2 separate regions of the Mus musculus genome follow, and region 1 is linked to region 2. Evidence: chromatin contacts called from public HiChIP or PLAC-seq data. All regions are on one chromosome and are shown on one strand. Each heading gives the region's core, a stretch centred on a gene start, on an enhancer-like site or on the middle of the called end of the contact. The rest is flanking DNA. Distances are from core to core; before and after follow the strand shown.

The links. HiChIP or PLAC-seq counts read pairs in DNA pulled down with a chosen protein or histone mark.
Region 1: an H3K27ac HiChIP or PLAC-seq map of heart atrium shows a contact between it and region 2, with 5 read pairs. The contact joins two enhancer-like sites. A contact is called at or near these places in 3 of 115 datasets of contacts at active chromatin or transcription factors (astrocytes, cardiomyocytes and heart atrium) and 1 of 9 other capture datasets (embryonic stem cells).

What each region holds. Positions count from the first base shown.
Region 1 is chr19:46,924,947-46,930,333 of GRCm38.p6, forward strand. The region is part of intron 2 of Nt5c2 (5'-nucleotidase, cytosolic II); the gene reads right to left. Among named protein-coding and RNA genes, the nearest start is that of Nt5c2, 35 kb to the right of the region's middle. Within about 2 kb of position 2,140, at least 58 of the 459 cell types and tissues checked have an H3K27ac peak or open chromatin away from gene starts, as enhancers often do. A contact at or near this core is called in heart atrium, where this site is marked.
Region 2 is chr19:46,639,422-46,645,016 of GRCm38.p6, forward strand. Wbp1l (WW domain binding protein 1 like) reads left to right here. Exons shown (of 5, transcript NM_001177812.1): 3 at 4,932-5,034. Among named protein-coding and RNA genes, the nearest start is that of Gm36602, 24 kb to the right of the region's middle. Within about 2 kb of position 2,415, at least 128 of the 459 cell types and tissues checked have an H3K27ac peak or open chromatin away from gene starts, as enhancers often do. A contact at or near this core is called in heart atrium, where this site is marked.

The DNA.
Region 1 (5,387 bases), core at 890-3,389, 290 kb after region 2:
GGGAAACTTGGTGCCATTTTCCACTGTGGATATAACAATTTATGCCAAACTTTTGTATATCTAATTGTGATATTAATTTGAACCTCTTAGATTAGATGATCTGTGATTTTAAATACTTTTTCATGTATCTGTTGGCAATTTACATGTCTTCCTAAGACATATAAACTGCCTATTTTTTTTCAATTGGGTTTTCTTTTCTGCTATTTGCTTGCTTGGAGACTACTAACAGCTTGATCCAGTGGTAAGGCAGGCCCATGCTGAAGTAATGAGGAGGCTAGCTAAGGCAGGAGTAGCAAATTCAAAGCCAGGAATTAAAAGCCAAACTTTGTAACATAACAAAAAATAAAGCTAGATGTGACAGCACGTTCCTGTAATCCCAGCAGTGGGGAGTCTAAGGCAGGAGGATCACAAATCACAAGCCAGCCTGGGCTGGCTACATGAGTTCCAGGCCAGCCTGAGCTACACAAATAGACCCTGTCTCAAAAGAAAACAAAAGCCCAAGCAAATAAACAAATAATAAGGGAAGTAAGTCAGGTGTGAAGGAACAGGCTGAGGCAGGCCAACCTCATGCTCAAGCCAGGCTGGGCCATACATGGTGCAGCCCTGTCTAAAACTAAAAAAAAAAAAAAAAAAAAAAAAAAAACAAAAACCTCCAAGGTCTAAGGAGCTTAGCATATACAATGCCCTTGGTTCAGTCTCAAGCATTACATAAAACCAAGCATGGAGCATACACCTATAACCCCAGGTGGAGGCAGGGTGGGCAGAAGTTTAAGGTGATCCTCAACTACATAGTGACCCTGTCTGTGTCTCTGTGTCTGTGTCTGTATCTGTGTCTGTCTCTCTCTCTCTCTCACATACACACACACACACTTTAAAAACTTTATAGACTTCTTTGTGTTACAAATTATAGTAAAATGGACAGTTTTAAAGAATGCATTCCCAAAGAATTGCTTAAAATAATTCAATTGAAGATGAAACACTATCATTTATTTTCTATGAAAACCATTTGCATCTCATGGATTTCACTGCTCCCACACACAGTAAGCTCAGTAAGTCTGTTAGATTCTGAAAGAAGTATTACATAAAATTTTTATACTCCCCTTGAACCTTGAGGAGGTAAGGGGCAGGTGTGGCAAACACCTGTTAACCCAGCAGAGGCAAGCAGACCTCATGTGAACTTGAAGTCACACTGATCTACATAGTCAGTTCCAGGTCAACCAAGCTTACACAGAGAAATTCTGTCTCAGGGTTACTAACCCACAGTCAAAATTTCTGACCCAGAACTGATCCTGTCTAAAAGAACTGCAGGGACAAAAATGGAGAAGAAATTGAAGACAAGAGCCTAGCATGGCTGTCCTCTGAGGCTCTACCCGCAGCTGACTGAGACAAACACAGATACTTACACACAACTATTAGGACCCCTATAGTTGAATTAGGGGACGGCTTGAAGAAGCTGAAGAGGAGGGTGACCCCATAGGAAGACCAGCAGTCTTAAATTAGCCAGCTCCCAGGAAGCTCCCAGACACTGAGCCACCAACCAGGCAGCATACATGGGCACACAGATAGCACAGGAGTGCTTGGTGTGGCCTCTGTGGAAGAAGATGTACCTAACTCTCGTGAGACTTGAGGCCCAAGGGAAGGGAGGCTAGGTGGGAGGGGAGCACCCTCTCAGAGGCAAGGAGGAGGAGGGATGGGATAGGGAACCACGGGGGTTGGGGGGTGAGGGGAGCAACGGCAGGAATGTAAGTAACTTTTTTAAAAAACCTAGTTTTTGGAACATCATTATCTTGACTTAAGCATTGTAAGAGAAAGGAAAGAGAAAATCTTGTCAGCTGAAAAAAAAAAAAAAAAAGAACCTAGAGGAAAAGTGGCGCCTCCCCTAACCTTTCTGTTTTAGTTCTTTGTTTCTAGTAGTTTGAGGTGCTAGAAAAGCAAACATCACAAAGCAACAACTGCTACACACACACACACACACACACAGCTACTTAGCTCCAAATACCACAGTGATCCTCCCCTCAGGTTTTACCCTGCTTTTTCACGGAGAGCAAAATCTACCTGATGACTGACAATCCCCGCCTACATAAATCCTTTTGAAAACAACACAGGAGAAAGACACAAAATAATGGTTCTAACTCTAAAAACCGAAAGCTACTACAGCTGAGGCTTTTCAAGAGACAAGGGGCCAACTGGATGAAGCCCTGCTCAGAGCTGTAACAGCTGATGTGCCTAAAATACCTCAGCTAACACAGGCAGCAAGGGGATGAGGAAGATTGCTCTTCCACGTCACACATCTTAAGAAATAGGTCCAGAACAACGTAATTTTTAAAAAGCAGTTTCAATTTTGATAGAAAACAGATGTTAGCTGGCTTTAGATGCAGCTGAAGTAGCAGGGAAGACACTAACATAAAAGAAATGTCGCAAAGCAAAGCTCTTTTCTTGGTCAGGGGAGGAAAAAAAGGCTGCACCTGCATAGCCACGGAAATCTTTCAAAGTAGACACATTTTGAAAAGACAGCAAGAGCAGGGTACCCTTGCTAATGCTGGGAATAACATATTTCAGGAATAAGAAAATCTATTTTTGCCAAAATAACCATGGCTAAATATCCATCAAGTCACATGTCTCACTCCTCTCTGAGTTGACTAATCACATTATCTACTCCATCAACACATTTACCGATGTGTGCTAGAATACACATCTCATTTTGTGACAAATATCACAGAATATCCTTTGGGAATAGTCAGAGCTACAAAACTTTGTATGTCCTTAAGATTAGAAAATAAGATCTGGCAAGTGGGTAAAAGTTCTTGCTGCCAAGCATGGAGACTTGAGTTCAGTCTTAGGACCATCAAAGAAGAGAACTCACTCGCTCAGTTGTCCTTTGACCTCTCCAAGTGCCTGCGGTGGCATGAGTTCCCACATACAAACATTTGCACGCAAACATGAACACACAATATATTAATAAAACATTTTAATTAGGAAAAATACATTTGAGAAACTTGCATCAAATATCCTTTCCTTTTCATTCAAAGCAAGTACTCTAAATCGTAGAATCACCTCCTAAACTTAAGAGAGCATCACTCCTATGCCCTCACTTCTGTGGTGATCTTTATGTGAAAACCTCACCTATAGTCTCAGCTTTCCTTTTCTTTCCCTAACATAAACTATGAACATAGAAGGAGGTATACAGAAATGAAATCTAATTTGCTGTGTAAGCTAAGCTGTAATAAGCAAAGGAACAACTGTTACAGAGAACTAAGCCAAACACAGTTCCTGCATGTATGTGCTAAGCTTTACAAATACACAAATACCCAAGGCTGAACGAGAAACCTTTGGCACAGGAGAAAATGTAACCCTGACCTCACATATCTCAGGACAGACTTCAACAGACACTTATCTCTCAGCTTGAGACTAATGGCCATTCCCCACCGAGTTTACAAATTAAATGAAGTGTAAGATATTGTGTCAACTACAAGATATTAACGGAAAAGCAAGCTCACTGACCCACATATTTCAAAACAAATAAATTTACATACTTGGGAAAAATCAAATTTCTCTACAAATACCAGGACCTTTCTGCAGATCTGCCCGTGCCAGCTTACTATGGTCTTACTAAACTATTAACTAGCAGAATAATTTCACCTATGTTCAAGAGCATAAACATATCTGTAAAAATTAAAAGCATGCTTTAAAACATGTAATTATCACCCAAAATGTTATGGCTAAACTAGGCATCCAATTATAAATCAGAATCATAAATCCAACTATCATCCAGAATTCCCACAGATAAGAGCTGTGAGCTGACACTCACAATTTCTAGGAGATACATACACAGGAACATTGTAAAACTAAACACAGACTCCAGTAAAAACACCTTTAGCAATATTTACTATCAAATCCCACAGCAGTAAGGCAAAATTCCATTCAGGTACAGATATTAGCTGCAAGAAATAAAACCATTACTACAATGTGCTTTAAGAATAGGGATCTAAGAGTCTAAGATTTAACATAAACATGCAACTTATTATATTTGAAATTCTGTAAACAGCAAACCTCTGGTTTGGATCTGACTATAATTCAAAGCAAAATTACCTCATCTGTCACTGGTTTCCGTTTGGCAAACTGAAACTATCTGGGTAAAGTAGTTTCTGAAGTCACATAACAAGATTCTTCTTAAAATCCCTAAAACAATTTTTGAGTGTGTGTGATGTTAACCTAATTTCTAAAAGACTGTTTAGCCCGAGCCAGGCCCCCTCACACCATGTATCTTCTGAGACAGTGTGGGAGAAAACACCTCTGTGTCTAATTTAACTTGTCATTGGATATCACTGTTGCTCCACACAAATCCATTTGGAATAGAATTTCTCTGGCAATGGTGAACTGCATCTGTAACTCCTCCCTTTGCTTAGGAGTCACAGTTTCCTGGCCAAGTGCCCAACAACAGTTACTGCAACAACAAGTGAGAGGACTGTAAAATGCTCTTGGTCGTCTATTTTCACTGTAAGCAGCTGCGGTGGTGCATTCAAGCTGCTAGCAGGAAACTACTCCAAATGCATCTGAGTACGTAAACTCAAATTATGAACTATAATAAATTAGTGTCATGTCTGCAAATGTCACTTAGGTCGAGGCAAGATAACTGCCTGGGGGCTGGCTCGATGGCTCAGTGGTTAAGAGCACCAACTGCTCTTCCAAAGGTCCTGAGTTCAAATCCCAGCAACCACATGGTGGCTCACAACCATCCGTAATGAGATCTGATGCCCTCTTCTGATGCATCTGAAGACAGCTACAGTGTACTTAGATATAATAATAAATAAATCTTTAAAAAATAAAAAGGTTAACTGTCAGGGCTACAGAATGAGACAAAAACAGGAAAAAAATCATGCTCTAATGTAGATTGATTATTTGTTTGTTTGTTTTTCAAGACATGGTTCTCTGTTTGGCCCTGGCTGTACAGGAACTCACTTTGTGGACCAGGCTGGCCTCAAACTTAGAGATCCTCCTGTCTCTGCCACCCGAGTGCTGGATTCAAAGATGTGAGCTAGCAGCACCGCCAGGGCATAAATGCAGACTTTTTGATATAAACAACCTAGCTGCTTTTCCCCCCAATCTGTTCCTGTTCCTGCCTCTGCATTTTTCCCCACTCAAGCTTAAAGCCGCATCCAATTATCTATGTGCCTTCCTTCACACTTCCAAATGTCTTTAGAATCCATGTCTTTCACCCCATTAACTTCGCAAGGTCATAATTCTCCAGAAAACACTTCCCACTGGTCTGTCCTCATCCGGATGCTGACTGCTCTGAGGCAGGGCTGCTGGAAACGTGATACCCAGACTAATGCTCTCACCACGAACATTTCACTAATCCAGGACACCACCCAGAGACTTCTATTACT
Region 2 (5,595 bases), core at 1,165-3,664:
TCACTAGTATTTCAGAGTCCAACTGGTGCCTGTCTGTCTGTCCTTCCTGGGAGCAGTGGAAACTTGCCCCCTTTGCCGGTTGCCTTTTCATGGCTGTAGCATCCTACATGTTGTCTGGCATATGACTGATGTAAGGGGCATTCAGGGCGTAGCTCAGTGCCCGTGGTGAGGGTGGCGGCGAATATTTCCACTAGAAATTTGTCCTCTCTGCAGAGAGAGCCGGAAGTGGGTACTCCCGGGCCGGAAGTGGGTGCTCCCGGGGCCGTTCATATGGAGCAGCTGAGAGCTGGTGTCCTGTATACTTTGAGCATCAGTGATGGATTTCAGTTTTCCTGTTTTTCACGCTTAACCTTTAAAACTTGAGCGCCTGCCTAAGGTTGCGAGGATGACGTTGGCTCCAGCCAGCTGCTCCCAGGGTTTTCCAGCCCCATAAATTGGCAAATTAAAACCATGCCTGAAGAACTGTTGCTGCCCAGCGTCTCTTTCTATGCTGGCACCGAGAAAGTTCTCGTGTTGATTAAATTGACCTTTACAGTGGTTCTGCTAAGAATAGCAAGTACAAGATGTGGAAAGCGTTGAAGAGGGCCTGGTTAGCCCCAGAGCCTTTGCTGCCACCAAAAAAAGGAGATAATCTTTTGCATCTGTGCAAAAGATGTACCACTCCTCAGCCGTCATAAGAGCAAGCCCCACAGGTCCCGTGTCAGCCTTGACTGCTGCTTCTCTGTGCCATTGTTTTGTTTGGTGTCTCATGGAGCTTGTCACCGTGTGTGGTACTGGGGGTCTATGGTAGCCCTGGCAATAGACCCACTCGCCACCATTGCCGTTCTTAAGGTGAAGGCTTTGGTGCAGTAGCACTTTTAAGAAGTGTGGGCATTCTCCTCCATGGCTGCCTGGGCGCCATATGTCTGCAGTGCGAGGTAAGGCTAGAAGAGGGTGTTGGCTCTTCCTCCTGGCGCTGGAGATACGGATGGTTGTGAGCCACCGTATGGATACTGGGAATGGAACTTCTGTCCTGTGGAAGAGTAGCCAGTGCTCTTAACCATAGAGCCATCTATCTCTTCAGCCCCGAGAGCACTTAGATTTTACAGTTCCTTTTTGAAGTGCGCTCTCTCTCACTCTCTTTCTCTCTCTCTCTCTTTCTTTCTTCCCTACATAGACTTTTAGATGCTTTTCGAATAACTACATATTCTTTTCTTTTTTTTTTAAGATTTTATTTTTATTTTATGTGTATGGGTTTTTTAATCTCCTAGCCAACGAAGTTGCCCGACAGCATTTTTGTACTGAAACATTCTTCCTGTGCCTTCCCTGCAGTTACAGACTCTCTAGCCATCCTCTTCCTCCCTCCCAGAAGCCCCTTTGGCAGTCTTGGTGTGGCCTTCCTTCTGCGAGTGTGTATGGGTTTGTGTATGGGTTCGAGTGCCATTGCTGTTAGCCCTGCGTGGTTAGTCCTCTGCCTTCTCCCAGACTGCACTGCCATGTGAGGGCAGTGCTCAGTTGCCCTTTTTGTTTCCCACCGCAGCTCAAGGCTGTCAGGAAACGTTACAGAAAGGCCCAAAGGCCTTGGGCTCCTTCCGTTCCTCACTGGCAGCATCCACACCTCAGCTGTTGGCTTGAGAGAAAGGAGTCATGGGTTGTATGGGCTGTACACTGGCTGGAGGCTGCTGTGTCAGAGCTGGGATGGATGAAGCAGTGGGTTTGATGGAAACCGTAGGCAGAGCCTGCATGTTAGCATACGCAAGACCTTGAGCACTGAACCAACCAAACAAACAAACAAGAACCCCTACAGGTTGAAGATGTTACACATTGTGTTAACTAGCCCTAGGGCCATCCCTGTCCCTTGCCCAGAGTCTTGTTCCTCTGAAGTGTCAGAGATGAGATGGACCCCGAGCCTGCCAGCTCTCTCTCCTATGGCAGGTCTGGCTTGAGGAGCCCACATCTCATCCCCTGATTCTCCTTCACATTGTTTCTGCTAACACCCTGAGCTCTCTCCCTGGCTCCATCACTGCCTGCCCCCTTTCCTTTCCCATGCTAGGTGGCAGTTCCCACCACCAAGACCAGAACCAACCGACCGACCGCAGGCATCCTGCACTCGGGGAGGCAGAGCGGGGAAGGGTGGGTAGCTGGACAGTCCGAGTCAAAGTGGGTTTGAGGAACTGGGCTAAGGGCTGCCAGGACAGCTCTGTCTGGAGGCAGGGCAGATCAGCAAGGCAGAATGGGGTTCTGTTTATGACAGGCCTCTTGCCAGGAGCAAAGCTGACACCCGTAGGTCACGAGGATGCCACTTGTTTAGATTTCAAGTGTCTTCATTGCGTGCCTCACGTAGGACCAGTTGGCTGCCTAGGCCACCTCTGCTGGATTCATTTGCTGGGGTAGAGGAAGCGTGGTGTGGTTTAAAGCTACGTGAATACTTTGAACTTGCTTTTGCAAACTAGCGCCAAGAGAGACCGGGCTCTGGCGGGCGGGGCTTGGTGACCTTGGAGACTCTGGTGTCCAGAGGAAAGGAGTGGTTTTCTCTGAGGCCAGAGTGGCTAGCTTGGTTCTGGAGAGCATAGCAGACGCAGCTCTGCTTTCTCTGCACATACCATGTGTCTGAAGGGGCCTCCAGCCAGCCAGCCGCCTGCTACGTAGCTTTTTGTTTTCAGTGGGCTGGGGAAAGCAAGAATAAAGAACTCTGCAATATTGTGAGACTCTCATTGTAAGCTTTGACTGCCCTTTCCTGCGTTTCCTCCTGAACTGGTTTATCCTGAAGTGTAAGAGTTTGTTTCTTTAAATCAATTTTGTGTTTTATTACTGTGCGTGTGCGTGCAGCTACGCTCACAGCACGCCATACATACAGAAGTCAAGATGTCCTCTGACACCAGGGAGCTGGCGCTCTCCTTCGTCAAGCCTTTGGGGCTCAAACTCGGGTTGTCGGGTTTGTGTGACAAGCATTTTTTCCCACTGAGTCATCCCACTGGCCTGAATATAAGACTTTGAAGGGCCATGAAAGCCCTGAAGGTAGAAACTTGCGCTGAGGAGGGATTTGGTGTAAGCTCTGCCCTGTCTCCTGCCTTCTCTCTGTAGCTACAGGCACCTCCTGTAACTAACTGCCCGGCCTCCAGCCGGAGACACTCACCAGAGGGCTTTGTTTATGGCTGTGGCTGGTGTAGTAAAGCTGGAGCCGCCATGTGACTTAACTTTCCCCTGGCAGCCGACCTCTGGGATGTCACCCATGGGCCGGGGCGGTAGCAAATGCCGTCCTTCGGGGTTGCGTTTCTTTGCTTGAGCAGGGTTTTCGTTCATAACTGAGGTTTGTGACGCAGGGAACAGGGTTTTCTCTGTCTTTGTGTCCGATTTACCCAAGGTGGTGCTTGGCACACACTGGTTGTAGTAAAAGAAATGTCGAAAGCCAGATATGGCAGGTGACTTTGTGTGTGCACGCACACTAGTGTGTCCGTGCACATGTGTGCATGTGAAGGCCAGAGGCTATTAAGCGTCTTTCTCAGTTGCAATCCACTTTGTTTTTTTTTTGAGATGGCCTCTCTCTGAACCTGGGGTTGACTCCATCAGCTAGCCAGCCGGCCCTAGGCATCCTCCTGTCTCAAGTCCTTGTGTTTGGATGTGAGCCTCCCTCATCCTCTACTCCCTCCTGTGTTGCTGGAATTACAGATGACCCCAACTCTACCCAGCTTCTTGTGCGGGTTCTAGGGATCCCACCTTAGGTCTCAGTGCTTACACAGCAGGCACATTACCAACTGAGCTGTCTCCAGCCCCTGCCTCCTCTCTGAGACATATCCTCACCCTGTGTCCTAGGATGGCTTGGACTCCATTCATTGTGCAGCCCAGGCTGGTCTCGAGCTCAAAGCAGTCCTCCTGCCTCGTCCTCCTGAGTTTTAGGCTTACATATGCAGCCCCCATGCCTGATTGGTATTCCATGTCCTATGTGTGAAATATATTTTCAAAATGTGCACACACATACACTCACACACACATCCCTCATCCACTAGTGCTATGAATAGAATTTGGCAGAGTGCTCCGTGGTTACTCAGCAGTGCCCTTTACGTTGGTGCCCTGATGAGGGACAATATGAGTCCTGGATCAAGTCAAGACTCTCGAGAGTAATAAGTAAAAGTGATCTAGTAAATTGAAATTGGACCAGGCCAACTGAGTAGGTTCACCATCTGTTTCTAAAGAGGGAGAACTCTGAGGAGAAGGTTTTGTGGTTTGTTTATCTGTTTATTCCGGGTTTTGTTTGTTTGTGACAGGGTCTCCTGTAGCCCAGGGTGATCTTGACTTCCGATCCTCCTGCCTCCAGCCTCTAAGTGCTGGGATGATAGGTGTGCAGCATTGTGTGCAGTTCCTGCGGCAATGGCATTGAACACATGGTTTCCCGTGTCCTAGGCAAGCATTCTGCCAGCGGGGCTGCGTTCCCAGCCGAAGTTTTGCTTTTAAACCATCTTTTGAATCTTATTGTTGACAATCTGGGAGGGAGTTTGGAAGGGAGACCGGACTGACTGACTGGATGGTGATTCTAGAGTCCTGTTTGCATCCAGCTTTCTAGAAAAACTCACAGGAAAGTGACTTCATCGCTGTTAGCCACGGGAGAGCTATTATCTTCCTAGCAACTGAGTTTAACAGTGCACATGGACTAGTTCTCCTAGGACGGAGATCATGGGGCACCCTTCCCTGTCCTGTCTGAGGAGAGCCTTACTTTTTACCAAGTGGCTTTCTGTGTTAAGACCTTTCCCTAAGGGGGAGGGGGGGAACCTTTGTTTTTTTTTTAAATTCTGCTGTGATCTGGTATTTCTCGTTATCCTGTTTCCTTAATGGGATGAATGCTGGCGATGTTTGGGGGACAGACAGACAGATAGATGACCAGGTGTGGGTAGATGAGGATGGGCAGTGGGTACAAGCTGTGGTGTAACATGCTCCTTTGCATCTTGATTTTGTAGGATAAGGAAGCCTGTGTGGGTACCAACAATCAAAGCTACATCTGTGACACAGGACACTGCTGTGGACAGTCTCAGTGCTGCAACTACTACTATGAACTCTGGTGTAAGTCCTTGTCCAGGGGGTTCTTGGCATCCCAGGGTCCCGGTTACTGCCTCTGCTCCTTGGGAAACCGCGGGCTGGCCAGCCTTTTCTGATTCTCTTGGGGACAGTGTTGGTGAGTAGAACCGGGTTCCGGGTCCCGGAAGTGATTTCCTTTCTAGAGCAGGAGGGCTTAGGCCCCCTCTGGGCACCGTGGGCTGAGGACCAGGGGATGTAGCCCGTGCCTCTTTGGAGGCCAGGGTCCTTGGGCAGTGCTTCTGCCTAACACACTTTGTGCCTTGACCTTTTTAGAGCTCAGATGAGACGGTGCTGAGCGCCAGACAGAGTAGGAGGATGGCAGTCCGGAGGGCCGGGCAGTCCCAGGTGACTGACTCTGTAGTGCTTCCCACAGCTGTTTGTCAAAAGCAGCAACTGTGGGCCGTTTCCCCGGATGACTCTGATCCCTAGCTTGCCTGCCTTAACTCTCACAGTCCTCTAGGCTTCCCCTCCCTGTCTCTCTGCACCCCCTCCCCCCAATCAGTGATATGGTAGGAAAACAGCTAGGACCAGTATTTAATCTGGCAA